Linked DNA regions of Sus scrofa: region 2 is linked to region 1. The links are chromatin contacts, called in public HiChIP or PLAC-seq maps. All regions are on one chromosome and are shown on one strand. Each heading gives the region's core, a stretch centred on a gene start, on an enhancer-like site or on the middle of the called end of the contact. The rest is flanking DNA. Distances are from core to core; before and after follow the strand shown.

Region 1 (7,663 bases), core at 1,685-4,184:
TAAAGGATCCAGTGCTGTGGAAGCTGTGAATCAGATTTCAGTCCCTGGGAGTTCCCGTTGTGGCCCAAGGGGATCATTGGCAGCTGTGGAGCCCTGGGATGTAGGTTCAATACCCAGCCTGGCACAGTGGGTTAAGGATCTGGCGTTGCCACAGCTGCAGCATAGATCACAACTGTGGCTCAGATCTGATTCCTGGCCCAGGAATGCCATATGCCGTGGGGTGGCCAAAAAAGAAAGAAAGAAATCTATAAATTAGCAAAAGTCTTGTATCAGGGCACATGTCCTGGTTTTCATAAATGTACTATGAACACCTGAGTGAAGATGAAGAGTATATGGGAATTCCTTGTACTATGTTTACAATACGAAAAAATATGAAAATAAAAAGTTTTTTAAAAATGAGAAAAAAATCTGGAGTTCCTGCTGTGGTGCAGTGGGTTAAGGATCCAGCATAGGTTTAAAAAAAAAAAAAAAAAGAGAGAGAGAAAAAAATTTAAAAGGGCAAGAGGACAAAGAGACCTGAATAGATCCTTTTAAAAAACTGGATATTCAAGTGGCCAATAAAGATATGAAAAGGTGCAGAATGTTACACATCAGGGAAATGCAAGTTAAAACTGCAATGAAAGTAGACCACACATCCACCAAAATAGTTAAAATAAGAGATTGATAATATCAAATAATGGAGATGATGTGGAGCAACTGAAACTCTCATACATTACTGGATGGAGTGTAAACTGGTACAACACGAGCATTGGTAGTATTTACTAAACATATGCCTTCCCAGTGATCTATCAATTCCATTCCTAAATATTTACGCAGGAGAACAGTATTTATGTGTTCACAAAAACCACAGCAAAATGTTCATAGCAACGATATTGGAAATTTTGAAAAATCAATCAATTGCAACATATCCCTAAATGTAATCATAACTAAATGCAATTACGCTCAACAACACAGATAAATCTCATAGATATAATGCAGAACAAAAGAAGCCAATTGTAAAAGAGCACATACTATATAATTCCATTTGTTTATGAAATTCAAGAAAGGGTAAAATCAACTAATGGTTATAGAATTCTGAATATTGATTCTGGGAGAGGAATAACTTGGAAGGGGCATGAGTGAATCTTCTGGGGTAGTGGTAAAGTTCTTTGTGTTGATCTAGGAAACTGTTTTACAGCTGTATACTTAAGATCACACATTTGGAGCTCCCGTTGTGGCTTAGCAGTAATGAATCCGACTAGTACCCATGAGGATGAAGGTTCGATTCCTGGCCCTGCTCAGTGGGTTAAAGATCCGGTGTTGCCATGAGCTACGGTGTAGGTCACAGATGCAGCTTGGATCTAGTGTTGCTGTGGCTGTGGTGTAGACTGGCAGCTACAGCTCTGATTAGACCCCTAGCCAGGGAACTTCCATATGCCACAGGTGAGGCCTTAAAAAGCAAAAAAAAAAAAAAAAAAGATTCATGCACTTTACTGTATATTTGCTATATCATAAAAATGTAAAAAAATTATCAGAACCATGTTTTGGTAGGGACATGGAGCAATGTGATGTTTCAAACACTGCTGTGCAAGTATAAATTTAGTTTGGTAGATATTTTGGCACTACCTGGTAAAGTGGAAGATATATGACACTGTAATTCCATTGGTAGGTAAATCATGCATGTGTATCCTATGTAAAAGAATGCTGGTGGCAGCACAGTCTATAAAGTGAAAAACTAGAAATAACTCAAATGTCCATCATTTTTAGAAGGGATGAATAACTGGTATACTTTAAAGGATGGAATATAATAAAGAAAACAAATGAACCACTATCATATCTAATATGGATAATTCCCAAAAACATAGTTGTACAAATCATTAAAGTAAGAGATAAAAGTATGTCAGCATTCACATAAAGTTTTAAAATGGGGAAAAACTACAGTATAATGCTTAAAGTGGTATATATACATAAGTGAAAAATCCTCATACATTTATCCAGTGATGCTAACATAATAACATAACCACACACAAATATAAACGAACATGGGAACTTACAGCTAAAGATAACCCGCAACTCAAACAACAGGGCCTCATACCCAGGGCCTCAAAAGGTCACATAAGCACAATCACACAATTACCAAGAGGACAATAAATCACAACTCACACTGTCACAGGCACTGCACACCTGAACACGGTCGCAGTCACAATCACACAAACGACAGATAAAACCACACAGTATCCACAAGTACCCCAACGGTACTCTGCAGCACACAGTCGCGCAATCACACCCCTCTACGGGGCAAACGCTATCACATCCACCGAGTCACAAGCTCCTCACACCAGCACATTCAATGCCACACGTGATTACATGTACCTCACCGGGTCGCATCGCGTCACACCAGAGCAGTCACAGGCTCTGAGGCTGTGCTGCACACGGTTATCATTGGAAACACACGCTCACTACAGGAACAGCGAGACACAATCACACGGTCATTCATCACATACCAATACACAGACACAAACACACAATTTCAATCTCACCTCCTCAGCGGTACAAAGCCGATGCTTCAAGCCCACCCTCTCTTAGGGTTCCCCACCTCGGTTCTTCCAAGCTTCCAAAGGCGCAGAGCCCTCCACTGCACTGAAACACTTGCTGGTACGGACCTGAGGGTCCCCCCAGAGCGTGATTCTCGAGGTTGAATTCACACGAGAATCACGTTTTGCCGAGGAGTCCTCTGGGAAGTGTAGTCAGCGACGCCCAGAGGCGGGCAAGATGGCTGACAGTCAACGGGATTTTTATCAGAGCTCAGCTGCTGTCCCGCCGAAAAGATTGCGTCCCCCTCACAAACGCGCACCAGAGACCTCGCGGAGCCTGGCTCAGCCTCAGGCAGTGGTCCCCAAAGAAGGCCACTCCTAAGCATTTGAAAATGGACTTCCCAGGTCCGCCCTACTGTATCCCCTGGAGTTGAACGCGCTCTGGAAGAAAAGAGTTAGTCCGCAAGGGGAGGTAATTTGCACCGCCGAGCCTCCTGGGAAGTGTAGTTAGGAAGCAGGAAAAAGCGGTGGATGGACCGTTTGAAATTCGTCTGGATTCCTCATCCCCTGAGCCTGGCCACACCCCGCAGACATCTGGGAGTGTCACTGCGCCCAGGGGAGCGCGCAGGCTTTCTGGGTCGCCGTCTTGGCCTTTGTTTGGGTGTGAGTTTGACTTGGGGGATTCTTCGGTGCCGAGTTTTGGGACCTGAGATTTTTGAGACCCAAAGCTAGTCCAGGAGGCTGCAGAGGAGGAGACCAGGAACTTGCCACGGGATTGGGGAGGTTGAAGGGGAGGAATCGCTAAACGTGAAATGGGGAGGGGGTGTTTAAAACGGAGTAGTTTCCGACTTCGCAAAGGGGCTGTGCTCCTGACTTCGGTGTGATAGTCGCAGCGTGAGAATGAGGGGGTGGTGAGGCAAGCTGTGCAGAATGCAAGTAATGAGAGCCCGGTATGTGTTGGGTGCCATAGAGAAGAAACTGGACGCATGATTTTGTGTAGGGGTGTGTGTGGAATTAACTATTTGTGATTGATTGATTGTCTTCTGGAATGCAGAAGTTCCCAGGCCAAGGGATGAAACCTATCGCTACAGCAGTGAGGACGCTGGATCTTTAACCCGCTTAGCCACCAGGGAACCCCAGTAATTGATAATTTAAATGAGTATCAACCGTATGTTTGACTGAGATTGTATCTTGGTAAATAATCTCTGAACCTCATTGTAAAACAGTGGCAAGGAGGATGGATCTTTCTGGGGCAGGTTTTTTGTTTTTGTTTTTGTTTTTGTTTTGTCTTTTTTTAAGGTTTGATGGGAGAAAGATTACATAATTGAGCTAATAAATGATTTAAAGCTTGATCAATTATGGAATAGAAATTAAAGCAGCGCTTTTTTAAAAAACGAAAGTTGGTTTTAAAGAAACTATTTTTTTAAATGGGGGGCTTGCTCTTGCTTAGAGCCCAGATCTTGGAGTCCTAGCCATTCAATCTTGATGTTCTTTTAACGTCTTGGGGGAGGCGTGTATGTCTAAGGGAGCTGATTTGTGCAGTTCTAGACTAAGAAATAACTTTAAAGATTGAGGAGTAGTATTGGCCATTGGAAATAGCAGAGAAGTGAATTAAAGTGTTATTCCCATTGTCGGATTAAAAAAAAAAACACAAACAATCAACGTTTAGTGAGATCAAGGAATGTAAGTTTGAGGTTCTTTAAGGAGTCTAGCCAAATCAAGGATTTACTTAATTTCCTCTGGTTACCCCAAGGCCAGTGGATTTTTTTTTGGGGGGGAGGGTGTAAAAATAAATTGCTGCTAATTGCAAAGATGCTTTCTTCGAAGTTCCCGTCCTGGCGCAGTGGTTAATGAATCTGACTAGGAACCATGAGGTTGCGGGTTTGGTCCCTGCCCTTGTTCAGTGGGTTAACGATCCGACGTTGCCGTGAGCTGTGGTGTAGGTCGCAGACGCGGCTCGGATCCCGGGTTGCTGTGGCTGTGGCATAGGCCAGCAGTTACAGCTCCGATTCTACCCTAGCCTGGGAACCTCCATATGCCGCAGGAGTGGCCCAAGAAATAGCAAAAAGACAAAAAAAAAAAAAAAAAAAAAAAAAAAAGATGCTTTCTTCAAGAATTTTGCTATAGTTACTTTCAATGTAATTTTAAATAAAAGGAGAAAGAAAGGTAGTTGGGTATAAAATTCATGTAAATAAACTTCATGTATGCAAACAAAACCTTAGAATGGGATAAAATGCTTCAGAATCAGCAAGAAATAAATAAAACCTATATAAGAAAAAATTTAAAACATTATGAAGGACACAAAAAAATAAACAATGTTATACCATATTTAATAGAAATCTTTATCATAAACATCATTAATTTTAAATTAATTCATGAATTTAACATGATCTCAGTGAAAACAGTATATTTTTTTTTAAATAGACTTTATTATTCTAAAGTTGAAGTGGAAAAACAAAGGTCAGAATAGACTCTCTGGGAAAAAAAACTTGGGCAGTTGGAGCTTGTCCTAACAGATCACAAAACACCCTAAAACGTTAAAAATTGAAATAGTGTGGCTTTGTCATATGACTGGAGAGACTAGTGGAAAAGAATAGAGAATCCGAAAATGAACCAAATCAAGGATTTTAGTGTGTGGTGAATGGGGCATCGCAAATCAATTGGAAAAAAATTTTCAATGATCGTAATAGGAACAGTTTGGTAGCATTTCTGGAGAAAAGAGAATGGATTATGCTATGTATTGAATTCAGAGTTAAGTCCAAATGGGTCAAAATTTAAAACTTAAAAAAATTAAAGTACTTAAAATTAAATTACATAAACATTAAAGATTGAAAACTTGAGTGAATTTGTAGCCATGGAATGCAGAAAAACCTTCCTAAATTCAGAATCCCAAAACCTGGACATGAAAGGTTAATCTTTGCTACTACATAAAAAAAAAGGTTAAAATACAAGCTGGCAGAAATCTGCATTTTGTTACAAACAAAGAGCTGATCTCCCCAGATATAAAGAGCCCCCCCAAAATTGATTAAACAAGACTAACAACCCAGTAAAAATGGAGGGATTAAAAAATAATGCTCAGGAGTTCCCGTTGTGGCGCAGTGGTTAACGAATCCAACTAGGAACCATGAGGTTGTGGGTTCGGTCCCTGCCCTTGCTCAGTGGGTTAACGATCCGGCATTGCCGTGAGCTGTGGTGTAGGTTGCAGACTCGCTCGGATCCCGCGTTGCTGTGACTCTGGCGTAGGCCGGTGGCTACAGCTCTGATTCAACCCCTGGCCTGGGAACCTCCATATGCCGCAGGAGCGGCCCAAGAAATAGCAACAACAACAACAACAACAAAAAGACAAAAGACAAAAAAAAAAATAATAATAATAATAATAATAATGCTCAGAGGCTTTCCCGTCATAGCTCAGTGGTTAAGGAACCTGACTAGCAACCATGAGGTTGCGGGTTCGGTTCCTGGTCTCTTTCACTGGGTTAAGGATCCAGCGTTGCCTTGAGCTATGGTATAGGTCGCAGATGCGGATCAGATCCCAACTTGCTTTAGCTCTGGTGTAGGCTGGCAGCTACAGCTCTGATTGGACCCCTAGCCTGGGAACCTCCATATGACGCAGGTGCAGCCCTAAAAAAGACAAAAAGACCAAAAAAAAAAAAAAAAAAAAAAAAAAAGAAACCAAAACTTAGAGTCTACTTATTGTTCTCAAATATACGAAAACATGTTCAACATCATGCATGAAAAAAATGCCACTGAAACTATACAGAGGAGCTCCCAGTTGTGGCTCAGTGGAAACAAACCAGACTAGTGTCTATGAGGATGCAGGTTCCATCCCTGGCCCTGCTCTGTGGGTTAAGGATCCGGTATTGCCATGAGCTGTGTTGTAGGTCACAGACACTGCTCGGATCTCTTGTGACTGTGGCTGTGGCTGTGGCTGTGGCCGGCAGCTGCAGCTCAGTTTTCACCCCTAGCCTGGGAACTTCCATATGCCTCAGGTGCTGCCCTAGAAAAAGAAAAAAACAAAAACTATATGGAGGTACTGTTTCTTATGGACTCAAATGGCAAATATTCCCCAAATTTGAAAAGTTACATTGTTAGAGGGACTGCTGATTGGGAAAACTTTCTGGAAGGCAGTTCCGGCAACATCTCTTAAAATTCCAATTGCATTTACCCTTTCAGTGAGCAGTCCTACCTCTGGGATTTTACCCTACAGATCTTGCTATGATGATGCATATCCAAGGTTATTTATGTAGCACTCTTCACAATATTAAAATATTGGAAATAGTTTTAAGTAAGTCACTGAATGTAGTACAACACTAGGCAATTGGAAAAAGAAAATAAGAGCACTGTTTATAGCCAGATATGTAAAGCCTCTGAGATATATTAAGTAAAAACAACAATATATAGAAACTTATGTCATAATATGTTACCTTTTGTACAAGAAAAGGGGTGGGATAAAAATATTTGTGTTTGCAGGAAGAGCTGAAGTTTGCTTGAGAAACTAACAAAAGTGATTCCTGGAGTTCCCGTCGCGGCACAGTGGTTAACGAATCCGACTAGGAACCATGAGGTTGCGGGTTCTGTCCCTGCCCTTTCTCAGTGGGTTAACGATCCGGCGTTGCCGTGAGCTGTGGTGTAGGTTGCAGACGCGGCTCGGATCCCGCGTTGCTGTAGCTCTGGCGTAGGCCAGTGGCTACAGCTCCGATTGGACCCCTAGCCTGGGAACCTCCATATGCCTCAGGAGCGGCCCAAGAAATAGCAAAAACAAAACAAAACAAAAAAAAGTGATTCCTGTTACAGAAGTGGGGGCAATAAAGTGGTTAGGGATAAAGGAGGGAGCAACTATACTTTTTTGGGACATTCTACATAAATTTTTATGTATTGTTATCTTTACATGAGAAGTGGTTATTTTTTGTGTTCATCACAGTTCTTTTTAGAAAGGTATCACAAGTGCTTTCTTGACAATTTCCTTGGTCTCCTTGAAACTTTCATTTTTCTAATTCGAATCCTCTGATCACTAAGACAGATAGCAACAATAAAAATATTAGTCAGTTATTTTTCTGCTTGCCTTTTTAAAATTGGGATTCAGTTATTGACCACCTTCTCTTAATGTGTAAATTTTTAAATTTTTTTTGCCATTTTGCTATTTCTTTGGG
Region 2 (7,663 bases), core at 2,621-5,120, 94 kb before region 1:
TGCAGAGGGTTAAGGATCTGGTGTGGCAGCTGTGGCACAGGTCACAGCTGCAGCTCAGATTCAATCCCTGGCTTGGGAATTCCCATATGCTACAGGTATGACCATAAAAAGAAAAAATAAAATAAATCTATTGAGGATTTATGTGTCAAGCATTATCTGAGGACTCTACAAATACTTGATTCATCTACTCATAGCAAACTATAGGTAGGTTCTATTATTATCCTCCTTTAATAGATGAAGGAACAGTCGCACCAAGAAATGAAATAAACTGCCCCAACTTCACCGAGCTCTAAGTGGCAGGTTTAGGATGAGAACCCTGATAATTTATTTAGCTCCATAACCCATACTATTGCCACTATACTAAACCGCCTTTCATGAGACCACATTAATACGTGGCCTGAAACAAACTCATACTGTCAAAAACTTCAAACCACTTCTCAAATTTCTACTGATGTCTTCCCTTCCCTTCCACTAATAACCTTTTCTCTTGTTGACACAGGTTCCTCTGTTAAAAATCTACAACATTACCACTCATAAAAGCCTCAAAAGTACAAGACCCTGTCACCAATAAAACCATACCCCATCTTTCTTTTTTTTTTTTTTTTTTTGTCTTTTTAGGGCAGCACCTGTGGCATATGGAGGTTCCAGAAGGGTAGAATCAGAGCTGTAGCTGGCAGCCTACAACACAGCCAGAGCAACACAGGATCCGAGCCGTGTCTGCAACCTATACCACAGCTCACAGCAACGCTGGATCCCCAACCCACTGAGCGAGGCCAGAGATCCAACCTGCATCCTCATGGGATCTCGTCAGATTCATTTCCACTGCACCATGCTAGGAACTCCTTTCCTCGATGTTGACCTCAGGGCAGCGGAAAATACCAAAGTCACTAGTGTAAGATTTCAACTCGGGAGTTCCTGTCGTGACTCAGTGGTTAACGAATCTGACTAGGAACCATGAGATGGCAGGTTCGATCCCTGGCCTTGCTCAGTGGGTTGAGGATCCGGCGTTGCCGTGAGCTGTGGTGTAGGTTGCAGATGCGGCTCGGATCCCACGTTGCTGTGGCTCTGGCGTAGGCCGGTGGCTACAGCTCCGATTGGACCCCTAGCCTGGGAACCTCCATATGCCTCGGGAGCGGCCCAAAGAAATAGCAAAAAGACAAAAAAAAAAAAAAAAAAAAAAAAAAAAAAAAAAAAAAAAGATTTCAACTCAACTATAATCTTCTCGATATATTACAGCCTAAAATAAAACTCTGCAGGAGTTCCCATTGTGGCTCGGCGGTCCACGAACCCGACTAGCATCGATGAGGATGCAGGTTCTGGCCTCACGTGATCCTTGGCCTCACTCAGTGGGTTGCGGATCTGGTGTTGCCGTGAACTTCAGTGTTAGTCGAAGATGCAGCTCGGATCCGGCGTTGCTGTGGCTGTGGCGTAGGCAGACAGCTGTAGCTCCGATTCAACCCCTGCCCTGGGAACCTCCATACGCCGGCCCTAAGAAGATAAATAAATAAAGCTCTGTAGTTAGCCTCCCTGCATGAGGTTTAGTTGCAGACCATTCATATTAAGAGAAAGCAGCCACTCAGAGGAGGAATTAAATAGCTGCCAAATATTCATGTGAATAGCCACTGGAGAGGAGAGGATACCCTTGGTGGGGCTGGGGTGCTCTATCCTCATCCTCCCCATCATTCACTAGGAAGGAAAAACAAAGCACCGGGGCCACAGAGACAGTATTTCAGGTGTTAAAGCCTAGCCAGCTAGACTACCTGGAACAAGCCTGTAAAGTGCAACAAAATTTAAGAGTTACTGACTCAAGAGAGGGAGGAAAGTTCACAGGAACAGCTGGAACGTGATGGGGCAAATTGTAACAGAGCAGGGCCCTGTGGGGCTCCCCGGCACAAAAGCCTTTCTGTGTGTCTCTTTTCTTGTTTTTTAGGAAATGGGCCTCATTCAGCCTTCATAGTGTTCCCTGAGTTCCAAGGGGCAGGTTCAGACAGTTGCTGACCAGGGAAGGAAGGGGACGCAAAGACAAAGCAGGAGCAGTCAAGGAACAAGAGTACAGCGCCCAGGCAGGACCCTGGTTCCCTCTTGAGGAATAACACATAATGAATACTTTAAAACTGAACAGCTTAGCGCCCTTCCTTGTCCTTCTCCCTGGCTTAACTGCACCCTAAACACAATTACCTGTAAGCTAAAGATGAGGCACCCTGAGCATAAATGCCTGTGAGTTAAAGATTATTAAGCACATTTTTTTTTTTTTTTTTTTTTTTTAGGACTTAACTAGATTGACCTCATCACTGATTAACGTGCCTCTTTTCCAAGTATTTTTATTTCAGGAAAAATCAAGATACAATAACCCAGAAGATAAGCAGGGTCAGCTGAGATGTCCTGACACCAACCTCGATGACTATAAAGATTTCCCCCAAAGAAAGAAGAATGCATATTTGCCCTCAACCCTGATTCTTATCCAGAAACCTGTTTTTCTTCTTTTTACTATAAAACTCCCTGCAGTACTTTTCAATGTAGGGCACAGTCTTTAAAGCATTAGCCTGCTGTGGCCTCCTCTGCCTGGCAAGGCAATAAGGGCTACTTTTTTCCTCTTTCACCCAAAACTCTGTGTTTCTATTCAGCACCAGTGGACAGAAGCCGAGTTTCGGCAACAAAAAGGATAAGAAAACCTCTTCTGTAAAGAGCTGAGCTCCAACTGAAGGAACCTGAGGAAGTGGGAACAATTCTGGAACCACTGCTGTTTCTGAGGTGAGAACAGAAGAGGCAAGGATTAACTGGAGATTAAGTGCTATCAGTGAAGTGAGGGTAATTTAGCAACTGAGTATCTCTAGTAATAAAATAAAAGTAGCATCATTGGTAAGCACACTTTAAGCTCTCAAACAGGGAGCATTTTACAACTGCTGCATGACCTGGGCAGAAATAATGTTTTCTATTAACTCTGCAGCTGGCTTTATCTTTTCTTTTCCAATCTCATTAATGGGAGCGTCGCTTTTTCTCTTTTCGGTCCGACCTGATTTTTTCACTCTTTCATCAGGAGAAGCAAATACCACCATGTCCAGAAAAAATAAAAATTACATTTCATGGAACAAAGAGAAAAAACAAACTCATATATATATACATATGTGCATATACATACACAAATATAAATATATGCAATTATTTCCTCCTTTCTCTCTCCGTCCTAAAGATCAGCAGGCTGGGGTAAGGAAACAGGAATCTCAACGCACTGAGCCTTTTTTTGGAGGTAAGCCAGGCCAGGCTAAAGACACACCCCCGCTACTCTTGCGCCCAGGAGCCCCACAGGACCGTGTCCGGTTTCACTACCACACTTTCTCCCACCATCCACCACACACCAAACCCGATGGAAATAACAGGGAGCCTGGGGTGAAGCTGACCCTTCCCGGTATCAGAGAGAACGGCCAGAGTACAAAGACCTGGGCTGGTATCTGTCTACGAGTTCTCTAGAGCTGCCTTGGGAGGGAGCTCTGGTTAAGCTGTGGCTTTGAAAGCTGTTGTTCTTCAGACTGCGTCTTTTTGTTAGGGGCCTTCACTGTGGGGTTCATAAATCTAACTCGGAGCCATTCTGGGCCGCTGCATCTGTGCGGCCCCGAAGCGGGCGGACAGAGGATGCATCGGGGAACCCAATGTCCACTCAGCGTCACAAACTACACAGTCACTGCAGCCCTGCACACACAGGGCCGCGCCGCCCCCGCGCCGCCCCCGCGCCCATTTCCTCAATGCACGCGAGCAACTCACCTCTCCGAGCCGACACCAGCAAGGAAGGCGGAAGGAAAGTAGGCGCAGAGGCCTGTGGGAGATGTAGTCCCGGCTAGGGAGGGCCTGGTCCGCGCCCCAGCTGGCTGCGCCGAATGCGCAAGTGCGGGTTGTCCAGCTCAGGCGGAGAATCCCCAGGGTCCTTGAGTCTCCGAGACGGTTGGACTGCTGCCTGAGAGCCTTCGAGGCTGTCCCAGGCTGACCGAGGCACCCTCCTCGAACTTGGGTTAGCGTTGTTTTTGAGAAACCCCTACTAGTGCTAAGAGAAGTGCAGCAGGCACCTAATATATGTACTACGCACATAGCAGGTGCTCGGGTGTGTATACCCAAGCAGGACGTGGTTGTACCTCAAGACTCAAAATCCGGAGTTCCCGTTGTGGCTTAGGAAGCGAACCCAACTAGTACCAATGAGGATGCGAGTTCGATCCCTGACCTCGCTTAGTGGGTTAAGTAAGGATCCAGCATCGCCATGAGCTGTGGTGTAGGTAGCAGACGAGGCTGGGATCCAGCCTGTGGCTGGCGAGCAGCTGCAGCTTCAATTCGATCCCTAGGCTGGTAACTTCCATAAACTGCAGGTGCGGCCCTGGGGGGGGAAAAAAAGTCTCAATATCCTCCAAACCCTAGCAGAACCTGGACACACAGAGGTTGCTTAGTGCTCGCTCCCTCCTCCCTTCCTATTCTCTCCCGGATTGTTTTGGTTTTTTTTTTTTTCCCCCTCCTTCCCTCTTGAGCTTGTGGACGGATAGTTCTGTAAAAATCTGTTAGGTTAAGGTAGTGGGTATTGTCATTTAGATGTTATTTATCCTTACTGATTTTTAAAAAATCTAGTCCTAGTAATTACTAAGAGAGGTGTGTCTATTTCTATTTTCCTTTTAGTTCTACCCGGTATTGCTTCAAAGTATTTTCAAGCCCTGTTAAATACATACATACATACTGATGAGGACGATTGAAAAGTGAACATTAGGAAGGGTGTCTTCCGAAGTCTCTCAGATGAGTAATAATTGAATTCATCCCGTCCTGGGTTCATTCCTAAGAAACCGGATAAGCCTACCAGGGACTACACTGTAGCAGCTTCTCCATCTTACATTTTTTATGTATTAGTTAATAGAAGGAAGAATTTTTCTTCTCTCAAGAACATAAAACTTTTTTTAAAAATATAAAACTTTAGAAAGTATTTGAAAATGTCTAGGCTAATCTTAGTTCTCATTTTGCAAACAGGAAGATATGAAGTAGGAGTCACATGAAAACTATGATTGTGAATTTCAGTTTTTGCTTCATATATTTTGAAGCTCCATTATTATAGTACGTGCACATTTATGATTGTGTGTCTTCCCGATGAATTGACCCTTCTTTTATGAAACATTTCTCTGTATCTAGACAAATTTTCAAGCAAAAATTAAAAGCTAAAATATACAGTGCTCTTTCTTTTTACCAGGCCGTTTTAAGACTGTTGCATGTATTAATTATTCTTCATAACTCCATCATGTTAGTACTATTTTGATCCTCATGCAACAGACACAGAACATGGAGAGGTGAAGAAACCTGTCCAACATCACAGAGCAATTAATGGAGAAGGGAGAATGCAAACATGCTTTGTTAATAAAACTTTTTTATTTTGAAATATCAAATGCAGAGAAAAGTTGCAATAGCACAAAGAATTCTTATATACCCTTCAGATAGTTTCTGTAAATGCTAACACACTGCATTTATTTTCTGATTCTTTTTCTGAACAATTGGAATTTTATTCACAAAAGTCAGTTGCACACATAAGGCTCCTTTACCCCTAAATGCTTCAGTGTATACATCTTTTGTGTCACACTGGTCACATTAACTTTGATTACTGGTTAAGGTGGTGTGTCAAGTTTCTTCACTGTAATGTTACTGTTTTTCCCTTTGCAATTAATATTTCTGGCAAGAGTGTTTTAAGATGGTATCATATTGTTTCTCATCAAATTTTTTCACTCAGTAGTGTTAGATACATTGATGAGTCTTATAGAATCAGTGGTTACTGTGATGGTTGATTGATGGCGACTTTCTAATTTCACCATTCCTCCTACATTAGTAAATTGGCATCCTACTATAAAGCATGTTTCATGGATTCTTTCATGGACTCTTCTCCTTTTAGTTACTGGGTTATTCAATGGTTTTACTCAATCTGCTACTATCATGACCTATTTTGATGCTTCGATTATCCAGATTTAGTCAGTGAGAACTCCTTTAGACACTATGATCTTTGGACATATTTCAAACATTTTTTGAGCACCTCTCTGCTTTCTATGTCTACAAAATATTCTAACCCTATTTTTCTCTGTTCAACGTTTTATGCAATTTCTCCAAGTAGCCCGGGTTCCCATTGGGTGCTGGATATTCTCATTGATACTGGAGCAACATAGATGACATAGAAGGACACAGATGCACACACAACCCTATATGTATTTTTATATTTATCTTTTTTTTAAAAAAAACATGACCTTACAGTGATACCTCCAACTGCAGTCCAACACCGCAAGTTTAGTCTAGCCCTCTCCTCTCCATACTGCAACTTCCTTCTGCAGCCAAAGATAAACTTGGCTCTTATTTTGTTTACTTACTCCCACAATAGCTACTTTTTTGCTTGATTCCAGAATACACAAAGTAGTTTCAGAATTACTAATCTTAGTCACTGTGTAAATCAATCCTACTAACTAGAGTTAATTGTTGGTTTATAGGGTTGGGTTTTTTTTCTTCTTCTATTTTTGGCCTGAAGGAATATGGTCAAATTGTCTTCAAAAGCTGCTTGCACTAGCCCCCCCCCTCCACACCTTTAGTGTGAAGGAAATGTTTGTTTTTGCTATATTCCAATTTAGGGTCTCTCTTCTGTTACTGACTTTTTTTTTTTTTTGTCTTTTTGCTATTTCTTTGGGCCGCTCCCATGGCATATGGAGGTTCCCAGGCTAGGGGTCGAATCAGAGCTGTAGCCACTGGCCTACGCCAGGGCCACAGCAACGTGGGATCCGAGCCGCGTCTGCAACCTACACCACAGCTCACGGCAATGCTGGATCGTTAACCCACTGAGCAAGGGCAGGGACCGAACCCGCAACCTCATGGTTCCTAGTCAGATTCGTTAACCACTGCGCCACGACGGGAACTCCTGTTACTGACTTTTTAAAAAACTGAACTACAGTTGATTTACAATATTCTGTTAGTTTCAGATGTTCAGCAAAGTGTCAGTTATACATCCATTTTTTTCTTTTTCAGCTGTGCCTGTGGCATTTGGAAGTTCTCAGGCCAGGGACTGAATCCGGGACACAGCTGTGACCTACACCATAGCTGCAGTACTATCAGATCCTTGACCCACTGCGGTTACTCATTAGAGGTTATTATAAGATATTGAATATAGTTCCCTGTGCTAATATAGTAAATCCTTATTTATCTATTTTATATACAGTGGTGTGTATCTGTTAATCCCACATTCCTAACTTACCCTTCCTTCCCTTTCCCCTTTGGTTATTGACTTTTAAAATTTGTAAAACATTCAACAGTGAGAAAACAAACAACCCAATTAAAAAATGGGCAGACGACCTAAATAGACATTTCTCCAAAGAAGACATACGGATGGCCAACAGACACATGAAAAAAATGTTCAAATAATTATTAGAGAAATGTAAATCACTACAATGAGGTACCACCTCACACTGGTCAGAATGGCTATCATTAATGAGACTACAAATAACAAATGTTGGAGAGGGTGTGGAGAAAAGGGAACCCTCACACACTGTTGGTGGGAATGTAAATTGGTATAACCACTATGGAAAACAGTATGGAGATTCCTCAGAAAACTAAATACAGAACTACCATATGATCTAGCAATCCCACTCCTGGGCATATATCTGGACAAAATGGTAAT

The links. HiChIP or PLAC-seq counts read pairs in DNA pulled down with a chosen protein or histone mark.
Region 2: an H3K27ac HiChIP or PLAC-seq map of skeletal muscle shows a contact between it and region 1. The contact joins the promoter of ZFP14 here to the promoter of ZNF566 in region 1. A contact is called at or near these places in 1 of 5 promoter capture datasets (liver), 1 of 47 Hi-C or Micro-C datasets (epiblast stem cells) and 2 of 2 datasets of contacts at active chromatin or transcription factors (alveolar macrophages and skeletal muscle).

The regions. Positions count from the first base shown.
Region 1 is chr6:45,889,254-45,896,916 of Sscrofa11.1, reverse strand. ZNF566 (zinc finger protein 566) reads right to left here and starts at 2,934. Exons shown (of 3, transcript XM_021097194.1): 1 at 2,520-2,934. It overlaps LOC110255280 (zinc finger protein 82 homolog), which reads right to left and starts at 2,647. Exons shown (of 7, transcript XM_021097168.1): 1 at 2,520-2,647.
Region 2 is chr6:45,983,867-45,991,529 of Sscrofa11.1, reverse strand. ZFP14 (zinc finger protein 14 homolog) reads right to left here and starts at 3,870. Exons shown (of 4, transcript XM_013998455.2): 1 at 3,760-3,870.